Regions from separate parts of the Mus musculus genome. Here region 1 is linked to region 2. A link is a contact called in public Hi-C data. All regions are on one chromosome and are shown on one strand. Each heading gives the region's core, a stretch centred on a gene start, on an enhancer-like site or on the middle of the called end of the contact. The rest is flanking DNA. Distances are from core to core; before and after follow the strand shown. Region 1 has its middle 32 kb from the start of Nfkbiz. Region 2 has its middle 100 kb from the start of Gm23003.

Region 1 (2,700 bases), core at 40-2,539, 92 kb after region 2:
TTGCTCCCTAATAGTGGCAATGCGGTTCTCCTCCTCCTCCTCCTCCTCCTCCTCCTCCTCCTCCTCCTCCCTCTTCCTCCCCCTCCCCCTTCCCCTCCTCCTCCCCCTTCCCCTCCTCCTCCCCCTCTGTAAAGGACTCAGCTGCTCCAGGGTTCCACCTGGATGCTCCCTGGACTGACTCATTTTCACCCAAGGGTTGGGTGGTATAATCAGAGTGAGTTATTTGCTGGGTCTCAGCCACACTTAGAAAGCCAGCCTAGCCCAGGCTCCCTGTGGGTTTTATTGCCAGTTGCCTCTCCTTGGTGATTAATGCTCCAAGGGAACTTTCTGTTCTCTCCTCCCCCTCCTACCACCCCGGGGAAGAGGCAAGGGTTCCCAGGCTGGAGGTAAAAGGAATGGTAACATGGCAAAATTAGGAAGCCTGGTGTCTTGGTTAGTGTCAGAATCGCAAGTAAAGGGCTCTCAAACCTGGGCACTATTAAGGGGAAGTACTCAAAACAGATCTATGTGTCCTTGCTAAGGTAACAACAAATTGAAATCAAGCCCTTCCCATGCTTGCTATGGACCACAGAATACCTCTATACATAGCTTCAAGACATCATAGATTGCAACCCGATCCTGGGTCTTAGTTGACTGAGTTATTTCTGGAGACCCTACTCTTCCATATCCTAACATCCTAAACAAAAAGAAGCCTTCAGTAGCTGCTGTGAAGCCAGATACAGTCATGGACACCTACAGTCTTCCACTGAAAAGGAAGAGGTAGGAGGATTAGAGGTTCAAAGTCATCTTCAGCTACCTAAGTTGAAGGCAAGCTTGGGCTATACGAGACTGCATCTCAAAACACACACACACACACACACACTCACACACTCACACACTCACACACACACACATATACACACATACACATACACACACACATGCACACACATACACACACATACACACATACACACACACACACATACACACACACACACACACACACATACACACATACACACACACACACACACACACCCTGGCCTCTCCCTCCAGACTCATTTCCTAACATTTCAGATCTCAGATCTCAAATTCTGTTTTCTATGTGTGCTTTTGTTCATGTCTTTCCTTCTTTCTGATGTTGGACTGGCTGTTCGATGAACTCAAACTATCTGACGATGTGGTCAATCCTCAGTTTTTCCTGAGTTAGAGCAAATAAAGGCCATTCATTCCCTGGGGCATTATGTAACAGAGGCCATAAGGAACAGGAAAGGTTTCTTGCTCAACCTGACGTGCCATGTGCAATCGACTTCACTAGACTCCTCCAGATCTCACTGTTTGTGAGAAGTGAACAAACAGCCGCCTTTTTTCAGACCAACCCTTCATACCAAAAAGGAAGATGATAGAGGAAGACAAGCCGATGCTCCTCCCTAGTGTTTATCTTCTGAGAAGCTCCCCATCAAACAAAGGTCCCTACCCTAACGGCAGAACCGAGGACTTGGATCTGAGATCCTACCTACCACTACCCACCGCCTCCCAGTCTTTCTCCACATTTCTCTCCATTTCCATCAGTGTTCGTGTTGTCACGTCACTGGGCTTGTATTAATTCTTTATCAGCTGTTAAGGGAAGGTGGTTTTTTTTCTGGACATTACACAGCCATCATGGACAGAGAGGTTGTTGGGATAACCTAAAGACTGCTTGGTCTTAGAGACTAGGCAAAAATCAGAACACAAGAGTAATATCTAAGTCTAAGATAAGAGTGGTGAAGCTGTGAACACTCCCTAGGAAGAGAAGCGGAGGGAGGGTCACAGGGACCTCACCTGAGAGCACAAGCAATATTCCCTCTCTCGTAGCCACCAGAGGCACAGAGTCTTAAGGGAAGTTCTGGGGTGCAGGAGGCAGAAAGTTGAATGAAGCTGGGATACCAGTAGTGCAGCTTTGGAGAGGACCTGTGCTCCTATAAGTACCGACTAATCCATACTTCTGTAAGCATGTTCAATAAACTCATTCATTGGCCAAGTTACACTTGGGTGGAATCATTACTTTGGCCTGCCACCAAAGCCTTATCCAGGGTAAGCAAGCATCCGTTCCCATCTCTCCAAGAAAAGTAATTCAGCAAACAATAAGGAATAGACTGGAAGGCTTATTTCTTCAACTACTTCCCTTGAAAGTCACATTCCAGTTTAGATAGGAAATGTTTCTAAAGGGCGTTTGTCCTGATGGGTTGGTCCCTAAATAGCCATGACGAGAGGTGGGGCCTTTGGAAAACGAGTCATAAGGGTTGATGATGGTGAGCCATTGATCGGTGGGAGAAACTCGGGAGGGAAGGTCGAGTTGACACCAGTGTGTCTTTGCTCCACGGCCACCAGGAGGTCGGCAGCTTTGCTCTGTTCCATCCTGCCTCCACCCCCACCATGACTTTCTGTCTCACTGTGGTGTTGCACCTTGCCAGGGGCCTACACTGACAAGCCCAAGCAGCCGAGGCTGGAATCCTCTGAGAGCCTGAGGCAAAAATCAATCTTTTCTCCTTCTAAGTTGATTTCTGTGAGTGTTTTGTCCTCACCTTTGCAGACTGTCTATTTTATTGCAGAGGTGACCGGAAACCTGGTTAACATGAGTCACATACAGATTTCTAATAGCACATTAGATATGCAATCTCTTTTTAATTTTTAAAATTATCCTCTCAGATAATATATCCACAGTTTCCCCTCCTCTTC
Region 2 (2,700 bases), core at 174-2,673:
ATATTACAGTATCAAACATGACATCCCTCCTATGGAGCAGGCCTCAAATTCATTCTGGAAGTTAGTCACTCCAAGAGCCAGAGTACCGTTATTGCACCAATGGGTACAACTTACCTGGTAGGTCGGTACTGGACCCTGTCTATGATTTTTTTTTTCATATTTAGTTCAGTTCATATGTTTAGGTGTATAGTCCATTTTGAATCAACCTAGGACATTAGTGCCAAACATGACCTAAAGTTCTTTATTTTGCCTATGAATAGCTAATTATAATAGTACTATTTGGGGCTCTATATGTTTGTGGTATATGCATGATTGTATTGTACGAATACAGATGTGTGTGCCAATGTAAGCTCATGCAGAGGCCAGACGAGGATGTTGGCTTACTCTATCATTCTCTACCTTATTCACCGAGATGCGACCTCACTGACCTTGAAGTTCAGTGTTTTGGCTAGGCTGCTGGTGAGCACTCAGGCTCTGTGCCGTGCTACCAGGCTCACTTGTATATAAATAGTGGGCATCTGGACTCATATCCTCATACTTACACAGCAGGGCTCTTACCCACTGAGACATTGTTCCAGCCTCATCCTCTGACTCTTAATCTCTCTGTATCTTCATACTGGGGGTGCCAGCTGTCACCTCCTCTGGATCATGAGATCTTCTGAGCCTCTTTCTGTCAATGGCAGAACTCAGTTTCATGTGGCTTTAGGACTCAGGCCCTTATTTCCTAGTTGATTATTTGCCAAGGGACATTCTCAGGTCCTGGAAGCCACTTCTCGACCTTTGTTTTAAACTCATTCATCTATAAACCCAGGACCATGTGTGTCCTTCTAAAGCTCTCAGCTCCTCCAATTTTCTCTTTTGCTACCAAATGGAGAAATGTCACTGCTTCTTAAATAACAAAAAACAAAGGTAATAGTATCTTACTTAAAATGGACACGCATACATATTTTTCAAAAAAAAAAAACATGACTACCAAATACATTTTTATCTTTTTATTTCTGTTGAAAATAGATTCTTCTCTTATACAATACATCCCAACCATGCTTTCCCTTCCCTCCCGACATTCAGCATCATTACTCATAGAGTGAAATTCCAACTGTTTGCTTTGTGCTGACTGAACAGTTTGGTTCTCTGATACAGGGTCTCAAATATCCTATGCTAGCCTCAACCTCTAGATGTAACAAAGGATAAGTTGGATCCTATGATCCCTCCTACCTCTTGCTCCAATAATAGTAATAATAATAATAATAATAATAATAATAATAATAATAATAATAATGCTGAGATTATGCCCAGTTTATAATGGATCAAATCTAGAATTTTGTGCACAAGAGGCAAGTCTTCTACCAACAAGAGGGAAGCTACATCTCTTGGCCTGTTGTTACCAGATCTCCTCACACTCACAGAGGTGTGAAGGAAACGGTCTTCATCTTACCATGGAGCTTGGCAACACTTTTGCATTAACGAAGGAATAGCAAACAAGTTTCCTTCTACTTGTAGGGAAAAAATAATAACCTGTATGATTTCCGTATTTATTTACCATCTTTCCCCACAGAAAATGCCACAAGTGTTTTCAATTTTCCACCAGAGGGACACCCTGAAACACTCAGAATTGTTTAGCCTAGAAATGCTAGTGGTTTTAGAGTCAGCAATGCTGTTTAGAACTTTTTTTTTTGAAAACAGCTACAGTAAATGATAAGTGAGTTTCCTGAGCCCAACCTCTAAACCAACACATAACTGATGAAGTCATATGCTCAAGTGCTTTTTTTTCTTTTGTCCTTCTGTAAAAGAGGAAGAATGGCGAAGGGATTTTCTCCCTGGACTGTTTTTGACTTCAGAAACTTGAGACCACAATGATATTATTCTCAAATGAAACTGCTGACAACTTTCTTTCTGTTCCTATCAACTTCCTCTGTTGTTTCATCATTTCCTCTATAGAAGTCAGAGCCTATTCATAGCAAGCCATTTGCTTCATAGTTGAGCTTATTGAAGGTGGCACCAAATGACCCTGTCCAAAGAGTAGCGTCACCTACAGCTGGAAAGTGTGGCAGCTACAGAGCAGAGCAGCGCTCCTATTCACCACCACCACTTCCTCAAGAACACAGACTACTCTGGACAGCAACATCTTAGCATAATGAGTATCAATGAGAAATGGGTAGTGTGGGAGCAATACAGAGTCCAGGGAATACCCACCTGGGTCTTACTGGGTTCTTCAGGTGGCACAGGGTGATTCTTTGAGATTTTGAGCCAGCAAAAATCTTGGAACAGCTTTAGTAAAATGTCTTCAGCATACACTCTCAAACTATTTCTAAAATTCCCAGAACTGGAATTCCTGTCACTCTCCAATGAGTTCCCATAGACATGCCTCCACTTAGAAGAGGAAGGGGTTGTTGATATCTTTATAAATTGACTTTTTCTCTTTCTGCTTCTTAATGATGTATTGCAGTCTGCCATTCTATCTATTGCACTCTTTGCCTCTCGATTCGCGTCTTTGTATCTTTGAGTCTTAAACAATGGTGAGTGACGTTTTAGTTTCAGAGGGATAGAGCCCATGACCATGGTGGCAGGGAGTGTGGCAGCATGAAAGCAGGCATGGAGCAAGAAGAGTCGGCAGCTGAGACCTCACAAAGGAAGACTCAGCCACGAGGCACCTCCATTTTTAAGAATCTTAATTGAGGCATAACATGCTAATGGTTTCTG

What was found. Hi-C and Micro-C count contacts between places; a contact is called where the count stands out from the background.
Region 1: a Hi-C map of granulocyte-monocyte progenitors shows a contact between it and region 2, with 1.9 times the contacts expected there. The contact joins two enhancer-like sites. A contact is called at or near these places in 2 of 39 promoter capture datasets (the C10 cell line and neutrophils), 10 of 484 Hi-C or Micro-C datasets (the Ba/F3 cell line, the HPC-5 cell line, bone marrow-derived dendritic cells and 6 more), 1 of 115 datasets of contacts at active chromatin or transcription factors (CD8 T cells) and 1 of 9 other capture datasets (bone marrow-derived macrophages).

Annotation. Positions count from the first base shown.
Region 1 is chr16:55,789,257-55,791,956 of GRCm38.p6, forward strand. No RefSeq gene overlaps it. Among named protein-coding and RNA genes, the nearest start is that of Nfkbiz, 32 kb to the right of the region's middle. Within about 2 kb of position 1,290, at least 61 of the 459 cell types and tissues checked have an H3K27ac peak or open chromatin away from gene starts, as enhancers often do. A contact at or near this core is called in the Ba/F3 cell line and granulocyte-monocyte progenitors, where this site is marked.
Region 2 is chr16:55,696,803-55,699,502 of GRCm38.p6, forward strand. No RefSeq gene overlaps it. Among named protein-coding and RNA genes, the nearest start is that of Gm23003, 100 kb to the left of the region's middle. Within about 2 kb of position 1,424, at least 54 of the 459 cell types and tissues checked have an H3K27ac peak or open chromatin away from gene starts, as enhancers often do. A contact at or near this core is called in the Ba/F3 cell line and granulocyte-monocyte progenitors, where this site is marked.